Linked DNA regions of Zea mays: all the other regions are linked to region 1. Evidence: chromatin contacts called from public Hi-C data. All regions are on one chromosome and are shown on one strand. The core of a region is the stretch at or near the end of the contact, and the rest is flanking DNA. Distances in the headings are between cores, read along the strand shown.

Region 1 (4,105 bases), core at 752-3,251:
TGCAGATTCTGAAGATATAGTTGAAACAGGAACAGAAATAACATCCCTAGCTAAGATGGAGAGAACATGATAGGACAACTTATGTTCATGCCACCAGTTTAGGATATTGAAGTCCTCATCAAACTTCTGTAAAGTGTCACTATCTAGGTAGGAGGACAATTCTGTGTCAAGTGAACTAAGGCCAGCACTAGAGTGTGCTTGTTGAAGCAAAGCAGATGCTGATGTTCCACTACCAAGGTTAGGTGTGGTAGAACTAGGATAAGTGAACTCAGATGTACAATCAGATGCATAAATAAATCCCCAGTTTTGTTTTCTTTTACCTGTGATAGTTGGAGGAGGATGAGGCACTTGATGCCTAACTGCACCAAACTTTAGATCATATTTATTAAACATTGTAGACAGTTCACTTTTCACATAGGTATAGTAAAGTGAGTAGTCACTACCAGATAACCTAGATAATAATCTCAAGATATTGCTGAAACCCATTAGTAACAACTCAGTGATTCACAGATGGACAGTGAAACAACTCAGATTAAAAGAATCACATATCAGATTAATAGACTGAGTTAGAAAGAATCACAAATCAGATTAATAATTTGAATCAACTGGACAAATTAATAGTTTGAAACAATCACAGATGGACACATTGAATTTTAAAGAATCTAGTAACAGCTCAGTGATTCACAGATGGACAGTGAAACAACTCAGATTAAAAGAATCACATATTAGATTAATAGACTGAGTTAGAAAGAATCACATATCAAATTAATAATTTGAATCAACTGGACAGATTAATAGTTTGAAACAATCACATATGGACAGATTGAATTTAAAAGCATCTAGTAACAGCTCAGTGATTCACAGATGGACAGTGAAACATCTCAGTGATTCACAGGTGGACAGTGATCCACTAAATATTCACTAAAGTATCGAACTGGAATCCATGGTCATGCAAGTAATGTGAAATCCAATAACAGGTGGATAGTGATTCAGCTCAGATTAAAATGAAGATCTAGATCACAGTTCACAGGTGGACAGTGATTCACTAAAAATTCACTAAATCCTATCTCATAAACCTGAGCTCTGGAGGAGGGAGCACCGGATGCGCCGCGCTGGTAGGAGGGAGCAGGGAGGTGGGAGCACAGGAGCTCTCGAGGAGGGAGCACCGGATGCGCCGCGCCGGTAGGAGGGACCAGGGAGGTGGGACTTGGGAGCACCGGAGCTCTAGAGGAGGGAGCACCGGATGCGCCGCGCCGGTAGGAGGGAGCAGGGAGGTGGGAGCACCGAGCACCGTAGCTATGGAGGAGGGAGTACCGGAGTGCGCCGCGCCGGGAGGAGGGAGCAGGGAGGGAGCACCGGACTGCGCCTGGGACGGAGTGCGCTCGGGACATACTGCGTCGGGAGGAGGGGCCAGAGAGCACCAGAGTTCTCGAGGAGGGACCGAGGGAGCACCGGAGTTCTCGAGGAGGGACCGAGGCAGCCGCGCGCCCGCGCACCGTACCGAGAGCCCCGGACGCGCACGGGACCAAGAGCACCGGAGGAGCAATGGAGGGAACCAAGCACGGAGAGGAAGCCGCCGCCGCGCATGGAGAGGAACACCGCCGAGAGAGACCGAGAGCCGGATCTGGGAGTCGCCGCACGGAGAGGAGAGGACGCAGGAGTGAGAGAGCGTTAGGGTTAGGGTTACACGACGTCTTCGCTCGGACTAAATAACACGAGGCTTGCTACGGTCTGCGGATGCGGGATGCCCTATTTGGGCCGTTGGGAATGGGAGGAGGCAGGCATCCCAATATTTTTCTGGTAGAGTGCTGTGTGAACGAGCCGGTTTACAGGCCCGGCTGATAACGGGCTATGCCCGGGCCAGCCCAACGGGCTTAAATTCCTGTCGAGCCCGACACGCTCTACGGGCCAGGCTAAGCCCAGGCCCGCTTCAACCCATGCCGTGTCGGGCTCGTGTCGTGCTAAAAAACCGTGCTCCGTGCCGGGCTAACGGGTCACGTGAGTGACGTGGCACGCAAGCAGTTCAGCTTTCGGTTCTCCTGCCGGCGGCGCCGCGTCTTTTCCCGCACCTTCGCATCGTATGCCACTTCAGACGCCATGGCCGTGGCTCCGCCTCTCTCAACCCACGTCTCCCGAACTCTAACCTCAAACCTGCACCTCTGGCCGCGGACCCACGGTGGCGTGGCTCATGCGCGGACGCGGGCTCTGATCCCGACACCGGCTGCGGCGTGCGCCTTCCGTTTCAGTTTCCGTGTTCGCGCCACCGCCAGTGGCTCGAAGCTGCCGCCTTATCCTCTACCCGATGTCTTCCCCTACATTACCGCCGAGTGGGAGGCCGTCGCGAAGGGTTGGGCGTGCGCCGCCGTCGCCGTATACTGCCTCTCCCGCGCAGTGCCCGCCGCGGGGCGCCTGCCGCGCGCGCTCGCCGGCGGCGGCGGGGGAGGGGGCGCGGCTGTTGTGGTGGCAGCCAGGGGCGGGGTCGCCCTCGCTGCGTTTGCATCGGCGCGTGCCGCCGCTACATACGCGCAGCAGGCGTTTCTCTGGGAGGCGGCGCTGCAGGCGGCGGGGCGGCTGCGGGAGCGCGCCTTCGAGCGCCTCCTAGAGCGCGATCTCGAGTTCTTCGAGGGTAGGGGAGGGGTGGCTGCGGGCGACATCGCGCACAGGATCACCGACGAGGCGGACGATGTCGCGGATGCCTTGTTCTCCGTGCTCAACGTGAGGTTCCTGGAGACTTGCATTCGTCCTTATTTTATCTGTTGCCGATCGACTCGCAGTCGCTTCAGTGAGTAACAAACCTTTGTAGATTAGATGTGCAGGTTGCTGTGTTTGTTAGTTTTATGGAATGTAGGTTTGCTGTTCGTGGAAATGCCTGCATAACTGTTAGTTTAATTGTTGAATTGGTAGTCTTAAAATTCAAAATTTGAACTTTCTGAATTTGAGCTTTTCCTTCACATCTTATGCTAGCACTAGTAAGCATCTGTATACCGGTTAAATTTCACCAAATTTGATTGCACTTTCTGATCTTCAAATATGTTGGTTACTTCATCAATCATGGAGGCAAAAACCTCCAACATAACGCAACACATTATGGCTGCTGTAATAGTTACAGTCCAAGTGTCCAACTCCACGCCAATTGTGCCAATGCATGGTACTCTGCACATATATGGATTCTGACTACTAATTTGACACAGACGATTGTGCCAACAAGCTTGCAGTTGATAACGATGGCCATTCAGATGGTGACAATCAATCCCATGCTCTCATTGCTTGCAGCAACGGAAGCCATGTCCACAGTTCATATTGTTGTTTCATAATCACATCTATTTGCATTGTTTAATTTCCATTGTATAAACAGGTCATTCCATGCATGTGCTTCGCCATAGTCAATCTTGGTAAAAGGCTTCGTCAAATATCCAAGGAGGCACATCTTAGCCTCGCCATGCTCGCATCATATCTCAACGATGTCTGGTTTAGTCATAATTAATTGTTTGCTTGTATATGAAAAATAATCAACAGCTGTGCAAGGACTTCTATTTACAACTTTACGCATTTCCTTTATAGGTACTTCCATCTATGCTGACTGTGAAGGCAAACAATGGGGAACTTAAGGAGATCATGAGATTCCAAAAGTTAGCTCGTGCTGATCTAAAGAATAATTTGAGTAAGAAGAAAATGAAGGCTCTCATACCTCAAGCGGTTCGAGCAACATACATTGGGGGCCTGCTTGTGCTCTGTGCTGGGTCGATAGTTGTTTCAGGCTCATCCTTTGATGCTGAAGAGTTTCTGTCTTTCCTAACAGCACTTGCTCTTGTTGTGGAGCCTATTCAGGTCAATCGAACATTTACATTTATTAGTTTCCTATTGTGTATGTTGCTTTCTCATGTTTTTTCCTTGTATGAGAAGTTGCACACTTTTTTTGAACGAAAGAGAAGTTACACACTTACACTACCCATTTTAAAACAAAATGGATAAACATACGCAATTATGCCAACAAGATGGAGCAGGAGCATTGAGCATCTTCCCAGGAAGACTTGTCTCATGAATAGGAATTATAAAAACTCGGCCGGGGAGGGAATGACCGTCTTCCCGATATAATACTAAGAAT
Region 2 (4,604 bases), core at 360-2,859, 130 kb after region 1:
AGGCACATCGCATATAGCAAGATCAAAAGCAGCCGTGGGGGTAGACGGGCAGATCAACCCAATCGAACACAGCAATGCACAACTTTGACACCACCAATCAATCGCCTGATCCACCCCATCGTTCGCGGACGATTCACGAGCAGATCGGGCAGCGGACGAGGCCGTTCTCGTTGCACTCGCCGCACTTGACCGTCTCCTTGCGGTCGGCGTCGAGCACCTTGCGGCTGCCGTTGCAGTCGCGGCACATGACGAAGCGCACCCCGGCGCAGCCCGCGCACCACACCCGCGCCCGGGGCAGGCCCTCCAGCAGCGGCTTCAGCTTGCCTTCCTCCTCCAGCTTGGCCACCTCGGCGGCGCCGCCGACGTGCCTGCCCCGCACGAACACGGCGGGCACGCGCACCTCCCGGCCGCCCAGCAGCAGGCGAAGCTCCTCGCGGTAGCCCGAGTCCATGGACACGTCCCGCTCGATCAGCTTCACGTCGTGGACCTCCATGGCCGCGCGCACGGCGTTGCACTCCTCGAAGGTCCTGCGGATGCCGCGGAGTGTGGTGGTGTAGAGGACGACGGCGTCAGCGCCCCCAGGCGGACACTTCCCCTCTGCCACGATCGCCGGCGGCGCCGCCTTCGGGTGCTTGGGCTTCTCCGACCCTACCATCCGCTTGACGTGGGCGCCTTCCTCCGAGAGCTCGCGCTCGATGGACGCCAGCAGCTCCGGGTCGAACAGCGGGCTCAGGCTGCGCCGCGACGACGACATGCCGCCACCGCCGCCGCCGGTGGTCTCGGCGGCGGCGGCGCTGGGCTTGCGGACGATCCGCGCGCTGCCCGGGGAGAACCTCTTGGACGCCATCGACAGCTTGGAGTTGTCGATCGAATTGTACGGGCGGAGGACCCTGTCGGTGTCGACGTCGCCTGGCTTGTCCTTGTCCCTGCCCCTGCTGCTGGTATTTCCCGAGCAACGCTGGAGCGGGCTGTTCTCCTTCCCCGGCGTGTTCTTCCGCCTCGTCGCCGACCTCTTGGGCGACGGCAGGGCCATGGCGATGACCCTGGCCGGCGACCACCGGCCCGGCTTGGACGGCTTCTTCGCCGGCGACCCGGCGGCGTAGGACTCCTCGAGCCCGGCCATGATCTCCCACGCGTTGATGACCTCCAGGCCGGACTCCGGCTTCCCCGCCGGCTTCTTGTCGGCGCTCGGGACCGCAATTGGCGGCGGACGCATGCTGGCACGCTTCCACTCCTTGCTTATCGGCTTGTCCTGAGGCGGCGGCGGCGGCGGCTGCTGCTGCTGCTCATTCTCCGCCTCTTCGTCAGCAGCGGCAGATGCGGGGAGGACGGCTCCTCCGTGCTTGGGGTGGAGGTCGAGGACGCCGTAGGTGGTGGAGGTGAGGGAGACGACGTGTTCGACACGGCCGCGCACCGTGGCGCGCCTGCCGTCGCCGCCTGGCCCCGGCGGGAGGAGCTTCGAGGAGATGCACCCCATCGACTGGCTCGCTACGACGCGTGCCTCTCGGCTCTCGGTCTGCTCTCCTCTCTTCTAACCGCCGCGGCCTTCGCGGCTTTGGCTTTCGCTTTCTCGACCGGTGTGGCCGTGTGGTGCAGACTGTGCAGTGGTGTGGTGCTACGCTTGACTGGCTTCAGGGAGTGGCCGTTTTGAGGGGTTTGAACCGCGCAACGGTCATGGAAGGGGCGGGGGCTGCTGGAGATGTCGGTTTCTTTTTTTCCTTAATAATTTTTCTCGTGCTGGTGTGGTGGTGGGAGATGCCGATGCGAGGGTTCATTCCAACGGTCGGCTTTGGCAGAACGGTGGGTGCGGGACGCAGAGGGAGGCGCAGAAACCAAAGAAAAGTGGCGCTGACGCGTCAGCGTCAGGCTGATCCGTTGGAGTACTATATGGGCTTGTTGTTCCTTGTTTGGGCCTTTAAAATCTCGCGTGCGAGACCAAAAGGTTCCGACTTTTTTTTTAACCAACCTTTTTTTCTCAGTTTTTAATCACAGTTTGTCATTTGTCAAGCCCAAGCTTTTTTCAACTTTTCAGGTCGGCTCTACCATCTTGAGAACTGATATCCAAATTGCTAGTAGCTACTCGAATGACAAAGGAAACAGGACCGGAGTCCAATGTCGATACACATGGCACGAGATGGAGCTTACAAACAAACAGAAAAAAAGTGACACATGCACACACACCACAGCCACAGGACTCCAACACTAGAACGGTCAGGAGCAGGTCCGAGGAGTTTCCCTGGCGCTGCATCGGCAACCGTTGTCCGTGGACGTCGTACAAGTCTGCCGCCGTGCCCGTGTGCCTCACGAAGCACGGGGAGGACATTCAAACCGTCTCCCGCGCCATGGTCTCTGGCCAACGCCGCGAAGCGAGGCGCTTCACGTCTCCAAGCCCCGCCACCGGCCGCGGTGGCGACGTCACGGCGACGCACTGCCGCCGATGAGGCTCCAGAGCCGTGGCCTTCGGATTTGGTTCGCTAGCGCGGCACAGGTGGCGGCCTTCACGACCATCGCCGCTGCAACATAGGCCAAGAAGCGCGGCCCCCAGGCTCGCCCAGCACCCGCCGGCGCCGCTCTCTTCCCCTTCCTCTCCCCCCTCTCGCCGCGCCGCGGCAGATCTCTCCGACAGTACGGCCCCGAAGCAGGACACCTTCGGGGACACGGGCTCCGGCCCCACGGCCTCGCTCGCGAAGACCCTGGCCCCTGCCGCCGGCCGGCGCCACGCGCGGGCGACGACGGCGCGGCCGGGAGCGCGACGCTCCTTGGCAACCGCCACCTTGACCTTGCTCGCCGGCAGGACGCCGATGACCACGGCGGTCTTGCTGCTGGCCGCCGCCGTCGTGGCCGGCAACAACCTCCTCGAGTCCGCGCTCGGCGCGCCCTTGCGCGCCGCCGCCTCGGCGGCCGCCTTGGGGTTGGAGCTGCCCTTGGTGGACGCGTCCCGCCGCAGCGCCGCGCCAAACAGATGGCCCAAGCCGACGCCGTCCGGAACCCGGAGCAGGACCGACTCCGCTGGCGCGCCCGCGTCGTCGGCACGAGGGCTGGCGCTACCAGCACCACCGCGGGCGCATAGTTGGACGGCACCGGCGTCAGGGAGCACGGTGGCCGTCTCGCACTCGCACGCCGCCTTGGACATGGACTCCGCGAAGCCGAAGCTGCGGGCACCGACGCAGAAGAGGTGGTCCTGCGGCGATCTGGGCTGCTCACGAAGTCACGACTCACGAGCGAGTACGAGTGACTGACAAGCGAGGAGCAGACTGATCTGGTCTTAAAAGGCCACGACGCGCCAAAGGTGCAGCAGCGACTTCGAAAATGTCATAAGGTGGCCGCTGCCAAAGTACCCGTTGCGAATGGCGAGGGTGGTTGAGTGCAAACTGAGTCCGGGTTATAAGGTGGTTTTGGAGGCTAATGATGGGTTTGTGTTGCTTTGGCTCTGTCCAACATGGACATGGCTGTGTGTCAACAAAATAAAACTGTGTCATTTCTGTCGTTACCATTTGACATTTGCATTTTGGGTCCAACCTACCAAATGTATCGCTTCTACAAAAAGATGATCTAGCTCTATGAAATATATCTATTTTCTAGAGCTGGTGATTTGTACTAGGTCTGTTTAGCACAGTGTCATTGCCGAATCAAGGTCTAAAATTCAGCAGAGAGCGTTGAAAAAGTAAATCTAGATCTAAATTTCAGCCGAGAGCAAGTCTACTAGTGAATCTGAGATCCATTATGAATCTGTTTGGCTTATGCACCAGCTCTAAATCCACACAATGACAATTTGATTGAAATTGCCTTATCATCTATCAGTGGCATATTTTTTCCGTGTTTTTCCTCATGTAGATTGCGCATGGAATAAGTCTACATAAACATTGATCTTTAGAGAATGGTCTACTTCACTACCTGACCTTCAAAACCAGTTATTTAACCACCTCAGCTTTGTAAAACCAGACAAATAATTCCTTGGACAGTTTTAGTTGATGGTTTTAAGGGCGTGACATCAGTTTTATATAATTTTACATAAAAATCAACAATTAGATATCATATTTGTTCTACTTTTCTTAAAATTTTAGGAGTATCTCCTTAATTATTAATAACCAAAAACTATGTAAAAAGGTTTAATATTTGTGTTCCTGATTCATTACTTCTTTTTGTGAGGCTAAAAATTTTACTAGAGCTAAATAACACTATTACTAAACTACTGATATTAAGATCTTTTAACTAAAACTACGCAACCATGGTGACCGATGCAAGCGTGACCAACGACCAGCGATCAAATTACTCATCTAAAACCCAATAAAAATAATCAAAAGGCCTTGTCTTTATACTAAGTGTCCGACAACTTCTTTGACACTTAGAACAAATAACTCTTGACCTTTTGAGCATCATTCTTTAGTCATTTCATCAATTTCCATCACTCGGGGTGTTTTCACTTGTTGAGGCCAAATTTCCTGCATTGTGACTTAACTTACCGCATAGCTGCAAATTACATGTTAGTCATAATATTTTTTTTGTTGACATTAATCATCAAAATCAATTAAGGGCCTAGATGCTTTCAGCTACCAATTGGATTAAAGAACAAGTTTATTAAGTGGTCACTAAGTTGGGAATAT
Region 3 (4,456 bases), core at 630-3,129, 190 kb before region 1:
GCCTAATTTCAAACTCAAATTCAATGACATCCAAACAATAGAATTGGAATTACATCTCATTTCAATACCATGCCTGATTTGGTATTCAACCCAATTCAAGTCCATCCTCTCCCATATCGACATCCAAACAGAGCACTATAGTTTTTAGACAATTAATTCATTCACAATCATGGCAATGACTATTGCACAAGTCTTAGGTACAAGCGTGTAAACGAGTTTTTTGGATTTTTAGATCATGATTCAACCATAGATTAAATGTTAAGGCAATCTCCAGCAGATCCCTTATCTCATCCCCTATTTCAAACTTCACTCTTCAAACAGTATCATCTGCCGTTCCGCGTCTTCTATTTTACACGATCCACCGAAAACAGCCTAAATATACAACTGCTATTGAATCACGATCTAAAAGTCCAGGTGGTATGCTTGCATGTAAGCCTTACTTGCACAACCGTCGTTGTCATATTTATTTAAGCCTCTTATCTAGGAGGAGTCCCACAGTTGTGTATCTATCTGATCTCTAGAGATTTCTACCTAGCATCAAGCATGGTCACTAAAGGAAACTTAATAACTTCTAAGAGCCTGCACTCTTAGAAGTTTGTTAAAAACATTCGGAAGTTAAACTTCGTCTCGAAAGTTAGGTGATATCGTCAGAAGTTAGCCTCTCAGAATAATACGACTGGAAATGACTCATGGACGGGTGCATGGACGGTCGTAGACGCGAGGGCAGTACGGGGCCATGCTCGGGCATAGGGGAGTTGCAACAGCGTGCACTACGTCGTGGGAGTGGCACAGTGACGGCGCTGTTATCGCAACAGGGTGGAGCTACAACAGCGAGGCGGGCATGATGGGGTGCAGATCATGGGGGTGGCGCGACGGCATGGGAGGTGGCAACAGGAGGCTACAGTGGTGGCGGTAGGCACAAAAAGCCGGGGGCGTGGCCGTCGAATAGCTGGGCTCCGTCTTCGCCCGTTAGGTCATAATAGCTAACTTCAGAAAGTTAGCGATGGTCATCGGAAGTTAGAGAGTAATGGAAGTTACTTAACTTGCGAGAGCTATAATAACCCGTCAGAAGTTAACATGTTGTTGAAAGTTTATGGTTTTGATGTAGTAGATATGATTTTTGTATCCGCTTTTGTTAGAATAACTAGAATATCATGAATATACTATATGTTTTGAAATAGTATGATAATTTATACCTCCTCCATTCCAATTTATAATTTGTTTGACTTTTGTATCCAAATTTGATCGACTTGTCTTATTCAAGAAAGTTATAATTATTGTTAGTTCTTACTATGATATCGTCTACTCTACAATATACTTTAAGTATGGCTTTCAATTTTTCATTTTTTTGCAAATTTTTTTAATAAGACGAGTAGACCAAACTTGGCACAAAAATTAAACGAATTATAAATTGGGACAGAGTGAGTATAAGTTAGTATTAAAGAGCGAGTGACAGAGACAACTTTAAAAACTTGAGAAAACTAAAAATATTAAATTCAAAAAGTAATCATAAGAACTAATTCATGAGTAATTTACAAATATGCTAATTATGTCTAACAAAATGTAGACTCATCTTTTGAGTTTTTATGCTCTACAGCCATCATGTTATAGTAGTATTGTTGAGTATTTTGAATTATTTTCGCTTAATGTAATACACCATTAAATATTGAACAATTAATCTAAAATCATGTTGCACAGTTTACTCTTTTTTTATATTACATAGAAGGCTTTTTAACTGATGTAGAATATGGAAGTAATAATGTGAGGAGTAATAATGTGAGGCCTTAGCTCTCTAAGCCCAGCGGCCCATGCACTACAGTGGTTCTAGGTCTCGTGTGTGTCCCTATGCGGATGAAGGTCTGGGCCAACCCAGCACCCATGCTGCACTGCACCCCTGCCATGTCCCGTGCCACCACAAGATGGCCCGACCAGTAAGGCTGGCACTAGCGCACCTACCCGCGACAGCCTCCCATTTAGAAAAACTAGGTCGTGGTCCAAATTTCAGTTGAGAGGCCACGCTGCCAATAAAAAGGGCCCGCTCAAACATTTCTGTGGGCTCTTGGAAGTTCCGAGCCAGCAACTCGCACGTCTATATAGAAGCTCTTGGCCTGAAATTTCATAAGGGTCTTACAAATTTTGTCCTAAAGAGTAGCAAGCCATCGACGACAATCGTTTTCCACCTTTACTCTATGGTTTTTGCCATCGATTTTAACACTTTTTAGTGCTACCTCAACTAGAAGTGCTAAAGCAAATTAAGCACTAGATAAATCTTTTTGCAAATAATTTTAACGACCTTTCTCATGCACCTCACCACATCAATAAGTGCTTATGCGTATGCAAAAATAAATATACACTTAGTGAAACTAGATAACCATTACAACTAAGAGATTTCCCCTCTTTATAGTGCATCTATCTATTCTAAACGAAGTTAATTATTTCTCTACACAGCCTTTGACGGGTGAAATAATATTCCTACAAGCATGTCTTTCCTTTGCGCGTTCCATTCTATCTCCATGTTGCTGAAGCCACACAAGTCTTCGACCTCCATCAACAGATGATGAACAATGATCATCCATAGGTGTAGCCAATGACTCTACCTTTGATCATTGCCCATAACATGAAGTTTCTTCATCATCCACCCAAAAATGGTATGATCCACTTTATATCATCACATGATCTTATTGTTTCATGAATCAAAACTTCGTGTGCTCTTCACCGTTGCATTTGGTCCATCAGCTCCAAGTCCTTGCTCTAGCTTCACCTCCACATAGTCCATCACACCTAAGTCTCCAACTTGCCCTTTATACTAGCAATTGGTCTATGGTAGCGAAGCCATCTCTCTTGATTTTCTTCACCAAGCCATATGACATCATGTCATATCTTATATGTATTAAGCTCCTATAATCAACATTGTTTGAGCATTGTAACATCGGCGCCAAGTCCTTGTTGTATATTTATCGCCACACGGTTTCACATTCTAGCCTCCACTTGCGGTTCACTATAGCAACATGTTTGTCACAGCCAAGCCATGTATTTTGATCTTCTTCACCTTGCCACATATGATCATGTCATGTCTCATTTGAAATAAACTCCTTCAATGAACAATAGTTTAAGCATTGCAACATAACCAAGCCACATCACTACCATGACTCATATTGCTCACACTAGTGTACGTGTGAACTAATCAACTAAATACCTACGCACCTCAACTCAAACATATATTAGCCTATATAGGTTGTCACTTAATTACCAAAACCAAACTAGGACTTCACCCACCTTCCCTGCCAACTAATTGATTATGATTTCTGTTTTGTACATGGGAGGGACCTTATGGATCTGAATCCAAACTTGCACCTTGCTAGGAATCGCCATCGATGTTGTCATCCCACCATCGAACTTTTCCAACATTTATACATTCCCCTGAAAGATCTAGGGTCTTTCCTAAACAATGGTCTTCAAATCTCGCAAGCATAATGCATGGATCAGAAAACAAGTTTTTCCCTATCGGTCAGAAAGAGATGTGTCATGCGGCCATGTTGTACTCCATGTTGCCATCATGGTTGAAATCAGGAACTGTTCGTTGAACCGCTTTGTCGTTAGTAGCGATGCCACCACCATTCACTTCACTCTAATAGATTGTTCGTGTTTTCATTTGCCAAGATGACACCCTTCCTCTCTATGTCGCTTGAACAACTTCCTTGTGAATCATTCTTAAAAATCCGAATTATATAACAAATCTTATATTTAACATAGAATTTGGTGTTAATTTTTAGTCATGTTACTAAGAATATTATGAAGTACAAGAATAAAGTTTTTGTATAATTTTTTACGTGCATTATTTTCTACCTGCATTAAAAAGGTGGAAAAACACCTGAATCATTATTCGAATTTTATATCAATTGTTTAAAAAAATATAGAACGAAATTGAGGTTTACTTTTTTCGAATATTAATAGGCTCAATACTAAAAACAAGAATATAAATTTATATAGCAAATTATATATGCTATTTGTTCATAATTAAAGAAAGAAGACCTAGTTGTCACACTAGCCAAGCCGATTCTTGTGCTGGGCCCTTTTTCTACCCGTAAAAGGCACACTTCGTACATTTTCTCTATTATTGGGCTGGGAGATCAATGTCATTGTCCATTCCTATTTTTTTTCTCGGGGCAAAGTTTTTTGATTATCCTATCAACTTCCGCTATGGTTCAATTTCCCCCCTTACATGCATAAAAATGGACATTTACCTCTTTAAACTAACTTCTAAAATAATTTGGTTTTCCAAACTCTAGATAGTTTTGAACGGTGTTTTTTGTATGATGTGGCATTACGTCAGCCGTGATGGAGGTAAATCAGCATTGTTGATAGTACAAACTACAAAGGTAAGTCAATCAATAAATACTTTTATCCATAAAAAATATGCAATTAAAATTCTAAAATCTATCTTAATCTTAGAAAC

The links. Hi-C and Micro-C count contacts between places; a contact is called where the count stands out from the background.
Region 2: a Hi-C map of tassel shows a contact between it and region 1, with 2.6 times the contacts expected there. The contact joins the promoter of LOC100216614 here to the promoter of LOC103646496 in region 1. A contact is called at or near these places in 4 of 25 Hi-C or Micro-C datasets (ear, endosperm, leaf and 1 more) and 1 of 3 datasets of contacts at active chromatin or transcription factors (leaf).
Region 3: a Hi-C map of leaf shows a contact between it and region 1, with 2.9 times the contacts expected there. The contact joins the enhancer-like site here to the promoter of LOC103646496 in region 1. A contact is called at or near these places in 5 of 25 Hi-C or Micro-C datasets (ear, leaf and tassel).

Annotation. Positions count from the first base shown.
Region 1 is chr2:58,860,653-58,864,757 of Zm-B73-REFERENCE-NAM-5.0, forward strand. LOC103646496 (ABC transporter B family member 29, chloroplastic) reads left to right here and starts at 2,002. Exons shown (of 9, transcript XM_008671225.2): 1 at 2,002-2,715; 2 at 3,356-3,463; 3 at 3,562-3,828. The coding sequence starts at 2,098.
Region 2 is chr2:58,992,593-58,997,196 of Zm-B73-REFERENCE-NAM-5.0, forward strand. It overlaps LOC100216614 (Glutaredoxin family protein), which reads right to left and starts at 1,610. Exons shown (of 1, transcript NM_001143027.1): 1 at 1-1,610. The coding sequence starts at 1,477. The coding sequence ends at 134. LOC103646497 reads right to left here and starts at 3,239. Exons shown (of 1, transcript NM_001352344.1): 1 at 2,086-3,239. The coding sequence starts at 3,133. The coding sequence ends at 2,324.
Region 3 is chr2:58,672,407-58,676,862 of Zm-B73-REFERENCE-NAM-5.0, forward strand. No RefSeq gene overlaps it. Among protein-coding and RNA genes, the nearest start is that of LOC109944191, 48 kb to the right of the region's middle. Within about 2 kb of position 1,880, at least 17 of the 20 cell types and tissues checked have an H3K27ac peak or open chromatin away from gene starts, as enhancers often do. A contact at or near this core is called in ear, leaf and tassel, where this site is marked.